6 separate regions of the Mus musculus genome follow, and all the other regions are linked to region 6. A link is a contact called in public HiChIP or PLAC-seq and promoter capture Hi-C data. All regions are on one chromosome and are shown on one strand. The core of a region is the stretch at or near the end of the contact, and the rest is flanking DNA. Distances in the headings are between cores, read along the strand shown. Region 1 holds the start of Cmtr2 (cap methyltransferase 2). Region 2 holds the start of Nae1 (NEDD8 activating enzyme E1 subunit 1). Region 3 holds the start of 4931428F04Rik (RIKEN cDNA 4931428F04 gene). Region 4 holds the start of Txnl4b (thioredoxin-like 4B). Region 5 holds the start of Phlpp2 (PH domain and leucine rich repeat protein phosphatase 2). Region 6 holds the start of Nfat5 (nuclear factor of activated T cells 5).

The links. Promoter capture Hi-C pulls out the DNA fragments that hold promoters and counts their contacts. HiChIP or PLAC-seq counts read pairs in DNA pulled down with a chosen protein or histone mark. Capture Hi-C pulls out chosen DNA fragments and counts their contacts.
Region 1: a contact with region 6 is called in a promoter capture Hi-C map of pre-B cells, with 2.8 times the contacts expected there. The contact joins the promoter of Cmtr2 here to the promoter of Nfat5 in region 6. A contact is called at or near these places in 1 of 39 promoter capture datasets (pre-B cells) and 1 of 115 datasets of contacts at active chromatin or transcription factors (astrocytes).
Region 2: a contact with region 6 is called in a promoter capture Hi-C map of pre-B cells, with 2.5 times the contacts expected there. The contact joins the promoter of Nae1 here to the promoter of Nfat5 in region 6. A contact is called at or near these places in 2 of 39 promoter capture datasets (neutrophils and pre-B cells) and 1 of 484 Hi-C or Micro-C datasets (B cells).
Region 3: a contact with region 6 is called in an H3K27ac HiChIP or PLAC-seq map of bone marrow-derived dendritic cells, with 10 times the contacts expected there. The contact joins the promoter of 4931428F04Rik here to the promoter of Nfat5 in region 6. A contact is called at or near these places in 1 of 39 promoter capture datasets (pre-B cells) and 1 of 115 datasets of contacts at active chromatin or transcription factors (bone marrow-derived dendritic cells).
Region 4: a promoter capture Hi-C map of pre-B cells shows a contact between it and region 6, with 4 times the contacts expected there. The contact joins the promoter of Txnl4b here to the promoter of Nfat5 in region 6. A contact is called at or near these places in 3 of 39 promoter capture datasets (cranial neural crest, maxillary cranial neural crest and pre-B cells), 1 of 115 datasets of contacts at active chromatin or transcription factors (astrocytes) and 1 of 9 other capture datasets (liver).
Region 5: a contact with region 6 is called in a promoter capture Hi-C map of liver, with 2.4 times the contacts expected there. The contact joins the promoter of Phlpp2 here to the promoter of Nfat5 in region 6. A contact is called at or near these places in 1 of 39 promoter capture datasets (liver) and 1 of 9 other capture datasets (liver).

What each region holds. Positions count from the first base shown.
Region 1 is chr8:110,216,296-110,219,275 of GRCm38.p6, reverse strand. It overlaps Cmtr2 (cap methyltransferase 2), which reads right to left and starts at 1,316. Exons shown (of 2, transcript NM_146215.4): 1 at 1,190-1,316.
Region 2 is chr8:104,533,263-104,536,359 of GRCm38.p6, reverse strand. Nae1 (NEDD8 activating enzyme E1 subunit 1) reads left to right here and starts at 1,723. Exons shown (of 20, transcript NM_144931.3): 1 at 1,723-1,848. The coding sequence starts at 1,796. It also overlaps a transcript of Car7 not described here.
Region 3 is chr8:105,288,207-105,291,453 of GRCm38.p6, reverse strand. It overlaps 4931428F04Rik (RIKEN cDNA 4931428F04 gene), which reads left to right and starts at 1,926. Exons shown (of 8, transcript NM_028888.2): 1 at 1,926-2,050; 2 at 2,289-2,685. It overlaps Exoc3l (exocyst complex component 3-like), which reads left to right. Exons shown (of 14, transcript NM_177788.5): 10 at 402-531; 11 at 650-772; 12 at 850-1,005; 13 at 1,098-1,222; 14 at 1,304-1,531. The coding sequence ends at 1,493.
Region 4 is chr8:109,564,233-109,567,251 of GRCm38.p6, reverse strand. It overlaps Txnl4b (thioredoxin-like 4B), which reads right to left and starts at 1,360. Exons shown (of 4, transcript NM_175646.4): 1 at 1,189-1,360. It overlaps Dhx38 (DEAH (Asp-Glu-Ala-His) box polypeptide 38), which reads left to right and starts at 1,391. Exons shown (of 27, transcript NM_178380.2): 1 at 1,391-1,761.
Region 5 is chr8:109,867,266-109,870,222 of GRCm38.p6, reverse strand. It overlaps Phlpp2 (PH domain and leucine rich repeat protein phosphatase 2), which reads right to left and starts at 1,620. Exons shown (of 19, transcript NM_001122594.2): 1 at 1,506-1,620. The coding sequence starts at 1,604. Gm17344 (a long non-coding RNA gene) reads left to right here and starts at 1,693. Exons shown (of 4, transcript XR_003947453.1): 1 at 1,693-1,927.
Region 6 is chr8:107,291,889-107,294,846 of GRCm38.p6, reverse strand. Nfat5 (nuclear factor of activated T cells 5) reads right to left here and starts at 1,377. Exons shown (of 15, transcript NM_018823.2): 1 at 949-1,377. The coding sequence starts at 1,021.

The DNA.
Region 1 (2,980 bases), core at 67-2,566, 2.9 Mb before region 6:
CTGTCTTGATCCACGCTGTGCTTACTGGGAACCGCAGCTACATTTAGACCTCCAATACATTCTATTTTGGGGGGAAAAAAAAAGTCTACTTTTAGTCATTAACTTCACATACTAATTAGTGGCTGTGGTTAAGCTGTGAAATCTTACCGAAATTAAGTGGATAATTGCCTTCACTTGCAAACAACTAAAAGGATTCAAACGCTCCAAGGTTCCTGACTGTACTTGAGCCTTGCTGCCAACTCATTCTTAATATTACCGCCCCCTTATCCATTCCACTCCAGCCACACAAGCCTGCTGTTCACTGAAGACCCAGGCCACACCACGTTGGAACACTTTGCTCAATACTAAGAGGCAAGCTCTACCTGGGCTTTACTCCCCCAAGTATCTATCTAGCTAATCCCCTCAGCTCCTCCTGGTATTTGCTGGAAGGCACTTTACTCTGTGAAGCCTATCCTAACACACTTATTTTGAAATTGCATCTCGGGCTCCCCATGGCCCTTACCTCACTTTCTCCCACGGCATTCATGTTTATCACTTATTTCTTTTCCCCTGTGTTCTGTTTGTGACTTGTCGTTCTCAACTTCCTCAAACCAGAATGTAAGCTCCGCACTTCTGCAGGACAGTTATCTTTTATTTTGCTCACTTACATGCCACCCCAAAAGGTTCCAACAGTGGCTGGTGGGCACTTAAGTACACTAACATTAACTGGATAAATGGACGAATATTACACTTAGCCCAAAAGACAAAGCTCTGAACAGAATAATGCATTTCAATTTCACCCTAGCATTTCAATGTACGACTTAAAAACAAAAAAAATTTCAATTAAATGCATAAAATTTTTTTTCAACTAAATGCATGCCGTTTCCAAAGTGCATGTGAGGCTGATGAGTATCAACTGTATTATTTTGCAGGCTCCAAGTGGAAGACAGGAAGCTTCCTGTCCAAAGCCACAAGGAAATGATTATAAAATTTGTAAGTCCAACACCAAAGCCTTTAAGTTCTCAACAGCTGTCAGGTCTAAGTGAGCATAGGGAGTGTTAGCAATGGTCCCGCCAACTTTTCCTAGGAAATAAAAACACTGGGGCATGTGCAGTGCTCACACTGGGTCCTGGGACAGCCACCTCTCAAACACTCATTTGAGCAGCCCCGCCCCTTGCCCGCAGCGAACCGTCCGGGAACTGTCACTCACCGAGAAGCCGGGTCCGCATTCCTTCAGCCCACGCCCACCAGAGCCCCTCGAGCAGGAGCAGAGTAGCACCGCACACGCGGTCCTCACTCTAACGAGCCACCTGCCACTTCCGCTCCCGGGAACAGCTTCCGGGGGTGGCGTCTCCTCTGCGTACTTGGCAACCGGGTCGCGGACAAAGAGGAGGGAGCGCCTGGAAGACCGCCCGGACCTGCGCACGCGCAACTGGAGCCAGATCCTCCTCCAGACCACGCCCCCACCGGCTGCGAGGCTCTGACAGCCACACTGCACAGGCGCCTTCCGGGAGGCCTATCGTCACGCGCATCGACGTCACTCGGGAGGGTGGCAACTCCTGGAGCTGAGCTCTGGTGCGGAGAAACTTGTCCGTCTCAGCGGGTCGCCATGGCAACGGAACTGGGCTTTGGTACCCGAAGGTTTACCCTGGATAGATAGATGCTAGTTCCTAGGAGAGACTGCATTAAAATTGAAGCTCAATGGATAACTTGAGTGCAAAACCAAATTAAAGAAACGGAAGTATCATCACTTGGTGTGTTTACATATTAATAAACCAAGGAAAAAGAAAACCACCCGGTGTAGTGCCACAAGCCTTTGATCCCAGCTCTCATGAGCCAGAGGGAAACAGATCTCTGAGTTCTAAGTCACTCTGGTCTACATAGAGAGTTCCATGTCAGCCAGGGATACCAGAGGATGGACTCTCAGGCCTGGGACTCTCTAGTTAGGTTAGACTGTCCAGCTAGTCACTGGTATCCACCTGTCTCCACCTCCCCAGCTGTGGGGTAGCCACAGCTGCTGTGCGTTTATAAGTGTAACAGCCATCCTTTTTAGAGGAAAGCGCTTCACAGCACTTCCCTCATCCTCTCGCTCTCCCACTCTTTTCACCCACTCTTCTGCACTCCCCTTCCCTGAGCAGGTGTTATGTAGATGGCCTGTCTATGGCTGAGCTGTCAGTCACTTCTCAGAACTTTGACAGAGATGAGGGAAGAGCACCGTATTCAGAAGGCAGTTTGGCAACTTGACCATTTAGAGAAAAAAAAAAAAATCAGTGGACTCTCCCTTAGAGCCCACGATTTGTTAGTTATGGGTTTGGGCCATAACTAATACAAGGCATGAATTCCTCTTGTGGAGCAGGCAAATACCTACTGAATATTTTAGAAAAGCTCCCTTAAGTTCCTTCCTAGTCTTCCACCCTCAAGAAGCAGCTATCACTGTATTTCCCATCACCCTAATTTAGATGATCTGGTCTAGAATTTCACATAATTCAATCATTACACTTTGACTCTTCTCAGCCTCTCCCTGTTCAATTTATTATTTAAAATGTTTTCATCTGTATTGTCTTGTGTCTTTAAAATTTATATTGCAAGGGGTTTGTCATTCTGTGGGTTGACTTTAATCAGTTCTTCTACTGAAGGCTGACTGTTTAGTTTCTAGACTGGTGATATTACGAATGGACCTGTTTGGGGACTTTCTAATATGTTGTTGTAAGCATATGTTTTCATTATTCTTGTGTGACTTAGATGTGGAGGAACTGAGTCATCCAGCAGGCATAGCGACCAAGAGGAGAGAATAATCGCAGCTGCTGTGTGTGTAACTTCTTAAATCTTCCCCAGAGTTCTGAGTGTGTGTAACTTCTTAAGACTTCCCCAGATTTCTGAAGTGTTCCACCGTTTTGTAGTCCTACCCATAATGCAACTTTTTGGCATTGTCTTTTCATTTTAGCCGTTGGAGAGACTCTGTTGCTTTCTAAATGGGATTCTTTGAGACTTTCATACATAT
Region 2 (3,097 bases), core at 474-2,973, 2.8 Mb after region 6:
ATACACTGCAGTTGTCTTCAGACACACCAGAAGAGGGCATCAGATCCCATGACAGATGGTTGTAAACCATCACGTGGTTGCTGGGAATTGAACTCAGGACCTCTAGAAGAACAGTCAGTGCTCCTAACTGCTGAGCCATCTCTCCATCTCCCCTGCTTCATTCTTTTAACCGAAGTGACTACAGCGATAACCTCTTTAATTTTTCTTCCCCTTTTCTTTCATTTCCTTTGCACCCATTCTTTTAAAGGGCTGGGGAGAAGGCTCAGCAATTAAGAGCACTTGTTCTGCGGAGGATCCAAGTTCAGTTCCCACAGTGAATATTTCACAACCTCACACATACATTTAAGAATAAGTTTTCCTCAAAGGAGAGGTGGCAAGATGGCTCAGCAAGCTGGAAGATTTGGGCTTATCCCTCGAACCTGTGTTGAAGAGGACGAGAAGTGACTTCTGCAAATGGTCCTCTGTCCTCCACGAGTGCATGATGGCATTCTTGCACACACACCAATCAATAAACATTAAAAAGTTGTAAGAAGTGCATGCTCTGAGGTATCCTTGTCCACTTACTAACAACTGAATGCTTCTCAAAATCACACAGTCGCAGGCAGTACAGCACCCTCGGCCCCTGATGTTGTTGTTTCCAATTACATTTGTCCATCTTTCCTTTCCTGGGGCCAAGGTGTATGCAAGGCTATGTAGTGAACTTTCACTTTCACTTTTGACCTTCTCACATTCCCTGGGTGTATTTTATATCGCTCACGTTTCACCTGTCTAACTGGAGAGGGAATGTGACAACTGACAGACATGCACAAGCACATAATGAGCTGGGAACGCCTAACGCCCCTTTTCTCCCATCAGTTGGGTTCCATAGGGGTTGGGGGAGGGAGGTCACAGCAGGGTGTCCCCTCACCTTGTGTCCTAACACTGTGCCCAGGGGAAGTGCATTTGTTAGCACTGCAATATTACTGTCAAATGGAGCCGTCTCTTTGGTCCCTCACCCCACAAGGCTGGAAGGATTTTATGTGTGGATGTACACTCATCATGTGCTGGGATAATAATCTCAGGACGTGCAAGTGCATCTGGCAATCATGAATCTGGAGACTCCTCTAGGATTTGGGATAGAGGAAAGCAATTCTTACTTGTCAGCAAGCCTCTTCTTCCCTCTTGTCCTCAACTTGCTCATAAGCTCCTTCCTTAGCATCGGCCACCAAGGGACAGTCATCCTGTGTCACATGAATCGATGATAGCTTTAATTTCCTCCTTGTTCATGGGCTTCACAGGCAACTCTGGCTGCTTCTCAGACACCCTCCCGTCCCCCAAGTCCACTTCTCATTTGTCTCCTGATGCCGTTTCATCTCGTTCAAAACCCCCTTTCCCTTGCGTCACCACGGGGAACAATTCTTGGAGGGAAGCCGTGGGGTGGGGCCCCTCTGTCTACCCATCAGGGTAGCTTCTCTATATAGAATACTATATACAAGTATGCTGGTGTATTGTTCCTCTTGGAGGAGTCTCAGGAACGGTGAACTCACCCAGAAGAGGACTAAGGTTTATCAGTGATAAGGATTATCACTCGATTTAAAAGTCGGAGTTCTCCACAATTACTGCAGGTAGAGAGAGAGAAACATTCTGTGGAACTCAACCTCAGGTTTCCCCCGGCTTCCCAGTGACGCGTGCGCAGTGCAGCGTCGGCGCCCCCTACTGGCTGCGCGCTGGAGGAGGGCGCTTAGTGCGCCTGCGTGAGGCCGAGTGGGTGGCGGCCTCCTTAGGCGGCTTTGCTGTTCGCGGGCCAGGCGCGGCCATGGCGCAGCCAGGGAAGATACTCAAGGAGCAAAAGTACGACCGGCAGCTGAGGTGAGCCGGGGTTTACGAGTGAGCAAGCCGGCCAGGCTGGCGGGCTCTCCTGACACCCGCGGGGCCTAAGTGCCTAGGCCGGGTAGGCCGGCCTCCCACGGGCCTGCGGCTGCGGCCGGCCGTGCAGGGCGTGGGGAGCCGGCGCTCTGGGATCCGGCCACTGGCCCGAGTGTTCGGCGAAGGCCGGCTCGCCCCTTCCCGCACGGCTGGCTGTCCGCGGTTTGCGGTGCGCGGTGTCTCCGCCAACCCACTGGGCTGCACAGTCTCGGCAGGCCCTCCCTACTCGTTCGCTAAACGAGGGGGGTGGGAGCACCCCATCCTGCCCGACCGCCGAGCGCTGCGCCCCGGCAGGTATTGGTCTACGCCCGCGCTGGCCAATAGAAATGCGTCATGCTAGCTTTATCGGAGCAAACCGTGTTCGTAATTACACATTTTCCAGTAGGCACCTTTCAAATAAAGTTAAAAGAAGCTAGACATGGTAATCCCAAGGACTTGAGAAGCAGAGGCAGGTGGATCGGAAACTGAAAGCCAGCCTGGCCTCCATTGGAAGACCTTGGGAACCGGGAGAATAAAGAGACAGGAAAATAAGTTTTGCTACTAGTTCTCCCCACCCCTCTCGTTTATATAGAGACATGGTCTTAAGTAGGCCAGTCTTGAACTCAAGCGCCTACGTCCCAGGTCTCAAGTGCTGAGATTGAAGATGCTCACTGCCCAGCCAGACTCAAAAATAAGTTTTTGCTCCCCCACCCCACCCCTTTTTTTTTTTTTTTTTGTCTTTTACCTTTGAGTGGCCGCCTGGACTTGCAATGTAGAGCAGACTGCGCTCAGACTTGATGCAATCCTTCTGCCTCTTTTTCCCCAACAGCTGAGATTATAAGTGTGGACTATTACACCCGGTTTATGAAGTATTGAGGCTGGAACTCTGGACATCATGCCTGCTTGCCAAATTGAGCTACATTCCCCAATCCCAGAATCAAATTTGACAGTGTTTATCTAACCTAGTATTCCAAAACATTACAATTTCAACGTAATTATTGTTAAAATTACCAAGCTATTTTTGTTGTTGTTGTTCACAGAGTCTTATAAATCAGGTATCATACACATTTTAAAAATGTCTTAATTCATGCCAGCTGCATTTCTAGTACTCAGAAACCATTTGGACAGGGCACATCTAAACCATCCGGTGGATTCTTTAGCTATTTCTCCTTCCTTGTCTCTTCCCACCTTCTTCCTTTCTTATTGAGTATAC
Region 3 (3,247 bases), core at 677-3,176, 2.0 Mb after region 6:
TGAGCCACCATGTGGTTGCTGAGATTTGAACTCAGGACCTTCGGAAGAGCAGTCGTTCTTTCGTCAGCCTCCACCAGGCCTGGCTTATCTTGAGTGTTATGCTCTTGGTGGTGTGCAGAGAGGACAGACATACATGCGGGGAATTTTTACTCTTTTAAGAGCTCCCCTCTAAAACAAAATAAAAGGAAGAATAACTTAACTTGAGGTTACATTAGAGGCAAGTCCGCTGGGCATACTCTTCCTAGCCTTACAGAATACCTGAGCCCTTCATAAATTCAGAGCCGCCCTTTCCGCCCCAGCTCCCACCAGACACTGTACCACAAGGTGGCGCCAGAGTGGATGAATCCTAGAGGGCCATGCGAGCCTTGGCCTTGGTCCTGAAGTCACACTTTTTGGTCCAGATCTTCGGTCTCGGTCCTGCTGCCGGACGGGGAAGCTTCCGGGGTCTTAGCTCCAGTGGAAGCTGCGCTGGACGACGTACAAAGGAGGATCTGCCGCCTGGTTTTGGAAGTACTGCAGGTTGAGCTCCAGGTGAGGTCGCCATCCCAGTCTAGATTGGTAGTGTGAGGGAGAAACACGGTCTATTTATGGTGGCCTCTACGGGATCCGGATCATTTCCCTAGCCCTGTCTGTGCTATGCTTTCCCTAGCCCCTGTTCTCCGCTCTGCCCTCGCGCCGGTGGCTATTGAGTTCTGAGTTGCTAGATGGTGTGTGTGAGCAGACGTCGCACTTCTGCCAGGACTTCTGGCGCGTACGGAAGCCTGGTGTTCAGGTAGGGCGAGGAGAGGAAAGCTGGGGAAGGGGTTGTGCTGGTGGGACCCTATATTCAAACTGATTACTGTCCTGCAGCTGCTGCTGGCAGAGGCGGAACGAACCGTGGTGTTACAATACCTAAGGGCTCTGATGCAGGGCCGCCTAGTGTGCCGCGGTACGGACGAGCGGAGCCAGGCGGCTGAGCGACTTCGGCAGGATGCTGCCCAGCTCAAAGAGCTTTTCCTTGGTTTGGTGAGAGCTCATTGGGAGGGCAGACAGTCGAGGATCTCTGTAGTTGGGTGGGAGCCGAGGGCCCGCTGGAAACCCTGTTCCCATGTGTTCAGGGCCTGGAAGAGAGCGCTCACTGCGCGCCCGTCCTGCTCGCGCTGAGGGAACTGCTCAACCTCCACGACCCCACACTGCTTGGCCTCGAGGTGGCAGGCTTGAGGCAGCAATTTCCCGACGTGAGGTGCGAGGAAGGGGACAGGGGAGGAACGGCCCAGGAGGACGAGGGAGGGCTGGGCTGACGCACGTGGTGGTATTCCTGCAGCGAGGATCACGTCTCTGCCCTCTTGGACCTGCGCGGAGACGTGTCCCGAGAGCATCGTCAGGCAGCACTCAGTTCGCTGCAGGCGGGTCCACCGCCCTCACCGTCCACTGGCCGCCGGGCGCTCTTCAGCCTGGTACCGACGCCTACGCCCTCCCTGTCCTCCTGCCTCCCTTCAGGTCCCTGCTCCTGACACCCATCTGTTTGCGTAATAAAGCCACGTCTACGACACGTCTGAATCTATGTGTTGGGGGCGCGCCGGTGAAAGCAACAGTGCAATTAGGGGTCCGTGCACAGTGGTACATCTATAATCCTGGCTGAATCCTAGTATTCTGGCAGCATCTCACCTATGCAGACATCTGCTCTCTTTGTGGACTGCGTGCCCCGAACCCTGGGCTCCCGTGGAGTACTCACTTCCTATGTATCTACTACCGGCAAGCAGTAAATGGTTTCATCGCCCTCGCCAGTCGCTTTAGAAGCGCGGAAGTTTGAAGAGGGGGAAGTCTAGGACCAGACGCGGTCCAGGGGCGCAGGGTGGCAGCGAATCCCGCCCCTCTTCGCACGTTTGGCTCCGCCCACAGCGAGCTTAAGCACGCCCCCTACGGCGGAGACGGACGTGGCCCTTGCGTCTTCGTGTGAGCGTGCGCGCGCCCGAGTGCGCGTGTCTTTGGCGCGGGCTTCCATGGTCTCGGCGGCCAGCGATCGGCTTTGAGGAGCAGGAACTGCGGGCAGCAAAAGAGGCGTGATCAGGTGGGGGCGCGGCACGCGGACCGAACCCCTACCCCACTCCAAAAACCGAGACTAAATATGACTAAGACTTCACCCTTCTTGATTTACCAGGGAATTCCCCCAAGTCCATTGTCTCCTAGCTCCGCCCTCCATTGGGCACGCCCTTCACCCTGTCTCACGCCCTTTATTTGTCTTCAGGGCACGCCCTCCCAGAGCTCTTGGTTCCTATTGGTTGTTTTCCCACGTTATCTCTTTCCAGGGGTTCTTATTGGTGTGGGCCACACCCTCTCATTTGTCACCAGACCCCGCCTTCAGCAGTCAGGGACTCCAGCCTCACCCTGAATTCATTCATTCTGCAACTAGTGAGTGCGTGGGACGAGAGGGTGAATCAGACCCTTCCTGACCTCGGGGAGTTCAGGGCACGGTGGGGAAATATGGATCTAGCCTCCAGCCATGACAGCCTAGGGCTGTCAAGAAGCCATCAAGACCCTGGGACCCTTTACACATCGGGAAGGCTTCCCAGAGAAAGTGAGGCCTAAACCGGGCCCTGAAAAAAATGGTTAAGAGGTTGCTCCAGGGACACATTGGCAAAAGAATTCTTGGCAGAAGAACCTGAGACGTGAAAGAAACAGGTGAATTCTGGTAATTACGTGGAGGTAGGTGGAATGAACGAAGGGAAAATGGAAGAACTGGCCCATATAGTGGTCAGTAGACATCCAGAAAAGTATACAGTTTGAGGGTGAATGAGATCTGAGACTAGAAGTCATTTTTTAAGCAGCCGATCACTAGGTAAGGTGGAGGAAGACTCCGAGAAGGAGGAGGATGCCGGGGTGGGGGTGGGGGGAGTCTAAACAGGGTATCTAAGTTTGCGAAAGGAATGATTATAGTATTTTTGCTTTAGAGGTCTATTTTTATTATTTCTGGGTATGGGTATATGCATGTGCCCGTGGAGGCCAGAAGAGGGCCTTGGGTCTCCTGCAGCTGGAGTTAGCCTGCGTGGACACTAGGAACTGGATTTGGGTTCTCAGGGAGAGCAGCAAGTCTCTCCAGCTCCATGATTTAGTTCTTACAAGGACTCAGGTTCATCCATGGATCACAGTGGATTACAGTGCTGGATCAGGGACTGTTCTGGGTTCTGGAAGCACAGTTGCACATTATAGAAAGGAAAACCCAGATAAAGCCTTCAGATCTGCCATGCAGACAGTGAGCTAGCTGCAG
Region 4 (3,019 bases), core at 111-2,610, 2.3 Mb before region 6:
TTTATGTGCATGTCTTCCTGCCTATATGTCAAATTCCCTGGGACTGGAGTTAAAGATAGATGTGAGGTGCCACGTGGGTGCTGGGAGCTGAATCCCTGGTCATGTGGAAGAGCAGTCAGTGGTCTCAACCTCTGAGCCATCTCTCCAGCCTGTAGGTCACCCTTTAAATAGGGAAGCTGACTTCCAGGAGGGGTTTCATCAACTGTGAGTGTAGAACAAATTACTGATGAAAGAGAAACACAAAGAGAATTTGGACCCGTCTCGCCGTTAGAATTCACGTAAGCAAATCCCGTACTAGTAATAAAAAGAGGAAGGGGGAGTGTGGCGTGTCACCAGAGAGGGTCGGTGTGCTACAGGCCAGATGTTGGAAGGAGGGGGAAAGCGACACCACATCCAAGACAGTGTTCGCATGAGGGATGCAAATGGAGAATCATAAAAATTATGAACACTAAACACATTTGGAAAGCCAAGTTTTGCACGTAGACAAAGGATAGCAAGTTAAAAGGCAGATTTAAGAAATGCATTGAGTCTACAAACACCAAGTGAGACGGTAACACTCAGAATGGAGAGAGAGCGGAGGCATGCCTACTTCGTTGGAATTTGGATGCAAAAGCTCTTTGGAAAGAAAACTGGCCTCCTCTTTACACAACAGCTCTACTTTTGAGAATATGAACATAGACACAAAGACCTATGTTCATGTCTGTCAACAGGGCACTGATAGTAGTAGTCTTGCGAACTATCTTATACAGCTACTAAGAAAAGATTCGGAAGCAGTATGTAAAGTCTGATTCTTCTTTTTTGTAGAAACTTAACGTGTAATGCTTTCATAGGATAATGGAAATAAGCATCCTAAGATATAACCAAAGGACATATCTGAACATGAACTTATTTTCCAAGGATCTCGCTTAGTACCCCAGAGTGGCCTCAAACTTGTGGCAATCTTTATGCCTAAACCTCACAACTGCTGGGATTACAGCGGTATGTCACTTTAATCTACGTCAGGGCTGACGTCTACAAAACACCCAACGCATGTTTTTGATAAGAACCTGGTGGTTGGGTTCCCCCTGGTTCACAGGTGCCATGGAGGACACTTCGGTCTACATGTCAGCAACCCGGGCTCCTCCACCGGTTAGCTAGGGCACAACTGCCTCTTTCCTCACTGCCATCCTGGGAAAGACCCCAACTAACCTGGGCTGTATCCTTAGAAACGCTTCCTCCGACAGGAAAAAAAAAAAAAAAAAAAAAAAAAAATCCTCCCAAACGGAAGTGAGAAACACGGACGCAGAAAACGAACGTGCCACCGCGCGCCCCAGTCAATAGTCCGGTAATCCGACAAGATTATTTTAGTTCCTTTCCACTTTGCACTGGCCGCCAGCGACAGGAAGTGACGTCATTTCCGCCCTTAGTAAACATGGCCGGTCTCGTGTTGTCCTCCCTTGCACACCCCCGAGCCAGAGGCGGGGTGTTGACTCTTACGCCAAGCGCGATTGGTCGCAAGGAGACTCTGAACCCAGAGGAAGAGACTGAGGCTCGGAAGGCCTGTTCGCGGGGTTGCACTCTGGCGTCCCGGAACCCTGGATTTGTGGGCTGCTCTCGATGGTCTTTTTGGACGGATAGAAGGCTCCGCGCAGGGCATTATGGGACGATGATGGCCGCTTTCAAACAGCGGAATTTGCCTCTTTGAGACCCTCGGATCGAGCGGTGGCCGCGCTGGCGTCTCCAGATCAGGAACCGAAGGCCTCGAGAGTCGTGCTTGGTGAGGTGAGCGTCTCTTTCTCTTTCCAGATCTGTCCTTCGGCAGCCATGGCGGCTCCAGGCGGCCGGTGTCGGCTCGCGGCTTCTGTTTGGGCCCTGATTTCAGAGTTCCTCTAGTCCTTGTTACCCAAGTTTCTCTATTTGCTTGAGCGGAGAAGTTCATTCAGCCTTCTCCGGACTTTGTCCATGTTCTGGTCTCATCCCGGTGTTTGGGAACGGCCCCACGGAGATTCAGGGGTCCTCCCTGTGCCCTCGTTTAGGGCAGTACGCGAACCTGGTACCCGATAGTTGGAGAGCCTGGGTAGGGCTTCTGGTGCCTTCCTCCTGTCTCACTGAAGAGTCTCCACTAGATCTGGCGGATAATCTATAAGTAGAGTATTAACCCTAAGAGGAAAGGGCTCTTGTTTTTCCTTTATCGGTATTGTTGAGAATAGCAAGTGGATTAACGACGCATGCAGTAAGCAGTTGCTAACCTGAGAAGTCCATTGTGGCTTCTTTGTCACCGATGTTTCTCCATAGTCTGGCCGTGGACCGCTTTATTTGCTATTTTGAGCCGCTAATTAAGTCCTTCCTTGTCCTGTGTTGTGAATAATTTCCTGTCCAGAGAAATGTCTGACTTCCTGTTCGCTTTCAATAAATGATATCTAATCAGGTTTTTACTTTGCCATTTGTTAACAAGACAGACAGTAGTCTCTGCTTGCATGCAAATGACACTTTAGGATGTAAGTCGTTGTATCTCAGCCTTCCTGTCAAGATTTCTTAATATGCATATAAGATGCGACTTTGTTTCTCTCTTCTACCTCGGGAAACTTTTGCTTCTTCATCCACATTGTGTTGCAGCGCCCCTTGGGAGAGCTGTGCATGTTAATTAGAACACAGCAAAAGAAGTCTAGATTCAAAAGTCACAGTTCTCATGCTTTATAAACTTAATCGGAATGAGAATAATTAACTACATGTCCAACATAGGTCCAAGCTTATAATCGGGTGGTGTTAGATAAAGATGAATTTGACATCAGCCAAACACCTGGGAGGTCTTACAGTCTCTGAAACACGTTCCAGACATGCTCTTTCCTAACATTTCTTGGAAGTAATTTTGGCGAACACAGTTTGTTATTCAAGAGATTTTTTTTTTTTTTTTTTTTGCCTGCTATGGGATGCTTTTTTTCTCTTTTCCCACAAACCACTACTGATCCACAACAAAAGTCAGCAAGTGTGTAGAATATGGATGGTGAAATCGTGTGCTAGCTAACTTCTCTGCTCTGTG
Region 5 (2,957 bases), core at 371-2,870, 2.6 Mb before region 6:
ACCATCCTCTGCATACCAAAAGCCATTTGATATCTCTCAAAACTATTTCCTCATAAGTTAGTCCTGCAGATCTCTTGCCTGTACTGAATCCACTCACAATTTACAGTTCGTTATTTGCTATCATTTTAAATATCTGGAAGACTTTGAGTAATTACACTTCGATTTATGCTTGAGTAAATTCCAGTGTAGGTAACAGTGTAGGTAACAGTTATGAAGTTAGTCTAAAGTAAACTATGCATTAACACTGGGAGGTGCCAGAAAATAAAATTTCAGTCTACTGAGTATTGGTTTTATGAATTCACTAAGTACAACAAATAAATTTTTCTGCTGCTTCCATCTTTGTGCTACTTTACTAATAATCTTAATAAAAGGAAATATTACTCAACAACAATCTCATTTAATTACTTAAGGTTTGCTTTTAACATTAAGTATCTTCGATGTTTGGCAGACTGGTTTCGAAACACATTAAATCTTAATTTTCTTCCCCTTCTTTGGCAAGTTTTAAATCCTGCCAATTGCTCTTCTAGAACTCTAGAGGAATTCCATTCCACTATTCCAGTTCGTTTATATACTGAACCTACAGAAAAAAATGTCTCTGCACTATTTCAGAGGTTAGTAGAGAACTCCACCCAGTTAGCCACCTTTTAGCCATCTCTGCTGACCTCACCTCAGCTCACCTTCTGCATTCTTCCTGCATAGAAACTTCTTGTCATCACTCACCTTCAAGGCTCCACTCCCCTTTCCCCTGCATCTGTTTTCCTATCCTCCTACTCCCCTGATTCTACCAAAAAGCCCCGCTTAGCTGCCTGTTGCATAACGGCTCCCCCACTGCCTTCTCCCCGGATTGTCAGCCAAGCAGGAGTGCCCCTTCGGGCTCTGCTCTCCCACCCCCGCCCCCCAAACCCTGCAACACGCCCAGCAGGTCCACAGGCAGCAGATCCTCCGGGACTGTCCCCCGAGCGGGAAGCGCGGGGTGTTGCGTCTTGGAGCCGAGAGCCGGTTCGGAACTCCCGCAGCCAGTCCCGAGGGCAGCGTGGCCGCTCCCGCCGGCGCAGCCCGCGCACACCGCGGCGCCTGGCCAATCGCCGCCGCCATCCTCCAGCTGGGGTGATGTCTTCAGGTGTCCGCCGAGTCCTGCGTACTCGCCGCCTGACTCCCGCCAGGCGCGGCCGGCCCTCGGAGCCCCCCGGAATCCGTCCCGGGGCCCCGGGCTAGGCCCAGCGAGGAGACTGAGGTCCCGGGGATGCGGGGAGGAAGGAAGGTGGGGGCAGCGGCTGCCCGAAGGCGTGGGCCTGCCGGGCGGCGGTCAGGGATGGACAGCGCCGGGGACCAGGGCGGCGGAGGCCAGGGCGGGGGCGCGGCCCGGAGGCCCCACAGCAGGCCCGCGGCGGCCCGGCCAAGTGCAAGCGGCCCAGGGACGCAGGGCGGGGGGCGCCCGCCGCCTCGGGCAGCTTAGCGAAGGCGGCCACAGCCCTCTTGCTTCCTCCCTCTCCCTGCCGTCTCACCTTTAGGACCCGAATCCCTCCGGGCCGGCGAGGCGCCGCCGCTTCAGGTGGCTCCGGGGGCTCCAGCGGGCCCGCGGGCACGGGCTCCACCTCCCCCATTGGCGGCCAAGGATTTACAGAGACGCCCGGCCCGGCGCGACAGCGCGAGCCTCGGAGGCGCGCGCGAGCAGCGGGAGGCCTCGCCCCTCCGCCTAGACCCCGCCCCTAACCAAGACGCTCCGCCCCCTTCGGTCCCTCCCCGACCCGCTGGACCTGCGTAGTCGTCAGCCTGGCGAGGCCGGAGTAGAATTGTGGGAGGCTGGCGCCACTGCAGGCGGAGTAAGCCTCTGCTGCGCTCCACCCTGAGCTCCTAGGACCAGGGCGCAGGGAGAGCAATTTGGTACTTTCTGGATCCTCCAAGAAGCGGCCAGAGGAAGTGACAGGTAAGGCCTGCACCTGTTAAAATAGACAAGATACAACCCTCCACCATGGGCGGCGCTGGAATTCTCCATCCAAGACGCTTCCTGCTCCCAAATGTGTCTTGTCCCCTGGCACCCACTGGGGGTGAAAGAACTGTTGCTTATACTCACCTCTTAGGGATAGCTGGCGACCTTCTTCATCAAACCACCTCAAGTACACTAAGCTTTCCAGGCACAGTTCAGTGTCCTTTTCCTGTAATCAAAGTATCAGATTTCCTTTCTCGTCCTCAACCACTCAACCAGTAACATGGTGTGTAAGCCCGCTTTCTATTTTGCAAGTCTTAATTCACCTATTTTAAAAGCTGACTCTTTTTGTTCCTGGAGTGAAAGATAGTTTTGTGGTTAGTGGGCCAAATTATAAGTCTGCCTAATTCCAATTCCAAATCTCAATTGTACTCTTTTTTTTTTTTTTTTCTTTTGGTTTTTCGAGACAGGGTTTCTCTATGTAGCCTTGGCTGTCCGGGAACTCACTTTGTAGACCAGGCTGGCCTCGAATTCAGAAATCCGCCTGCCTCTGCCTCCCAAGTGCTGGGATTAAAGGCGTGGGTCACCACACCCCGTTAATTATACTCATTATTAGATCTATACATTCTATACATGTACAAATTACTTGATCTAATTCTTTCGGATTTTTTTTTTTTTTGAGACAGAAAATTACACATAGCCCAGGCAGACCCGAACTCACTATATAGCCAAAGCTGGCCCTGAACTTTTAGAGTCTCCTGTCTCCACCTCCCCAGTGCAGATGTGCACCACTATGCCCAGCTTCAGGTGGGTCTTCCGTGTTGTTATGGGTATTAAGTCTATGCAACACAACACGTGTATGACTGATGATAGAGGCCAGAAGACAGTGTCGGATCCTCTGGACCTGGAGTTATAGATGGTTGTAAATTGACAGGTGAACTCTGGGAGTTGACCCTGGGTTCTCTGGAAGAGCAGCCAGTGCTCTGAACCACTAAGCCATCTCTCTAGACCCTTGCGTTGGTTCTTAAGG
Region 6 (2,958 bases), core at 128-2,627:
GGTGTCCAGTGTAGGAATTTAACCCCAGCAGAGATCACCTCAAGTATTAATGTTTTAGATGCTGGGAATCCCCTGCAGGCCTTAGCCAAAGTAGTTTTAAATGGGATTTTCTGTTCATTGCCTCCTCTCTGCACGAAGCCCTTGAACAGCAACAGAAGAGAATTTTTCTCAAAGGGCAGGACTGTGCCCGAGCCTGGTACTCCAGGGAGAGGAATACAAGTACTCCAAGGAGGGCATCCCTATCTTTGTAAAAGAGAAGTAATTAGAATGTCACGGAGGTGGAAAGAGAGAAAGAAGATTGGGGCCTTTTCCAGGCAAGAAGATGACGAGGAAAGGAAGAACGCCTGGCCGAGGGGGGCCGTCCCGACATGGGGAGGGAGTGGACTAGGCCGGGGAAGGGGGGGGAGTAGGACGACCGCGCACAAACAAGACCAGAGGGAGAAAAAAAAAAAAATGGTGACCCTGAGCTCCGAAGCCCCTCGGGGCCACGCAGCCCGGCGTGGGGCAACTTTGCCAAAGAGGAGAGTCCGGGGGACACGAGCCGCGGCGCCCCGATTCCACCCCCCCTCCCCGGTGTCCCCAGCAGCGGGACCAGTGGGGTGATTCCCGAGCCGGGGGAGGACTGGGCCGGCAGTCCGCCGAGTGTGGTGGAGTCCGGACCCGCCGACCGGCAGGTTGCGAACCTCCGGGACCGCAGAGGACTCTGGGGGGCGCGCGGACCCTAAGCCCCCCGCCGCGCCGCCGCGCCGCGCCGCGCTGGGGAGGGGGGCGCCGCTCGGCAGCTCCGGGATCACCCCTGGCCCTCCGCGGCCAGCCCAGGACTCTCGTGAGGGGCAAGCCCGCCCGAGCCCGGCCCCGACGGGGGACCCCCCCACCCCAGCCCGGGACTCCGCGCGCTCGCGCTCCCCGCCCCCACGCCCCACCCCCCCACCCCCCCATCTGACTCACCTCGCGAGTACAGGGACTTGGGCGATTCCAGGTCTAGGTCCGCGCTGAGCAATGAGATGAAGTCCGAGGGCATCGCAGCTCGACCCAGCCCGGCCCGAGGGCAGCGGGAGGGGGGGAGCGGCGGTGGCGGCGGCACCTCCTCTCCGGGATCCGCGGGCACCGAACCGGGGGCGGTGAGGCGAGGGCGGCAGCCGCTGCCTCCTCCTCCTCCTCGAGGGCAGTCACTTCCCACCCGGCCGAGCGATGAGAAGGGCGGCGGAGTGGAGGGAACAGCTCTGCGGAGTGGAGAACTGACTCCCGGTGAGTCCAGAGACCAGAAGCTTCGGACCGGGGAAAGGGGAAGAGGGAGAGCCAAACGGGTCCGTTTCGGGCTTCTCCTCAGCGCACACTGACGGCCGCCGCCACCGCCGGCGCCGCTGACAGGAATCTGAGCCCCGCCCCCTCGTGGGGCACTGCGCACGCGCGGAGGGGGGGAGGTCCGGGAGCCCGGAAGAGCCTGGCGGCCGGCGGAGGGCGGACAGGCGCGCCACGGAACAGCATCAACAAGGGCTTCGCTTCCTGCCGTCGCTGCTGCGGCCGCTGCTGATCCCGGGCTGGGAAAGGGCCCCGCCAGCCAGCAGGGAGGGTGGAGGGAGGCGGCCTGGCTTCTGGGGCCCTGAGAAGGGAAAAGATTTTTTTTTTTTTTTTTTTTTTTTGCCTCGACCTGGTGGCGGCGAGCCTGAGGCGGCCGGCCCTGCTCCGTGGTGTACTTAGGAGGACACAGACCCTGGGGGACCTGGATGTCAGCCAGGAGGGGAAAAGCCCTCCAGGGACTTGCAGCGATCGAGGCCCGCTCGCTGGAGCTCAGCACTGGGGAATGGAGTTCCACAGCTTGGACAGCAACCGGGCCCTTCGGGGTTTTTCATAGCAGTGTCTGCAGTGAGCTGGTCAAGGGGCTATCAGACTCACTTTTTAATTAAGAAAGGGCAAGCCATACTCACCACCACCACCACCATCACGAGTTACCAAGTTTTGTTTGTGGATTTTGTTGTTGTTGTTCCTGTTCGTGGATTTTTTTGTTGTTGATGATTTCTGTTGGCCCACTCTGGCCTGGAGCTCACTATGTAGATCAGGCTGGCCTCAAACTCACAGAGCTGTGCTTGCCCCTGCCGGTCAGAAGTCACCATGCTCGGCTATTGATTCTTTTTAATGAAAATATTTTCCCCCCACGTTACCCACCACACCAAATTTACGGCGACTGCATTTATTTATTTATTTAGACAGGTGATTTTGTTATGTAGGTCTAGCTGGCCTGCAATTCGCTGTGTAGATTTAGACTGGCCTCAATTTTAGGGCAGTTCTCCTGACTCAGCTTTTCGAATGCTGGGATTACAGAAGAGTACCACCATGCCTGGCTTTGATTTTTGTTGTTGTTGTTGTTTAAGTTTATGTATAATGATGTCTCTGATAGTGAATGGTCGAATTTACTCCGGAGTGGAAAATAAAAGACAATTTAAAAATGGGATCATGTGAGTCCACATGGCTTGTGTGTAATGCACACGCGTGCGTGGGGTAGGGGGAGAGAAGTAAGCAAACATACTCTTCCACACGGGTTTTCATTTTTTTCACTGTGCTAAGGGAGAATGGAGGGAAAACATGTAAATGAGATTTTTTTGGCTGCTCTGTTCTCGGGGGCTAAAAGTTTCCGTTGCAAAAACACATCCTCACCTCCACCACAGACTGTTTCCTGACTCTTAATAGACTTTTGGGAAATTTTTAATCGAGTTATTAAAATATCAATTTGAGCACAGGGTGCGCATCTTGGAAAATAATTTTTAATTCTGTGTGGGATTTTGATGCCAACAGCCACGTGGGCAGTGTTTTTCAGGTGTTAAAGATGCCTTGATGTATGTTACTGTGTCTACAAAGCTGGTCACAAATCCTAAAACCCTGCGGATGTACCCATATAAATCCCTAACAAAGTTTTGCCTCTGTGATTTTGGGCACTTTATTGTGACTTGGAATGCTGGA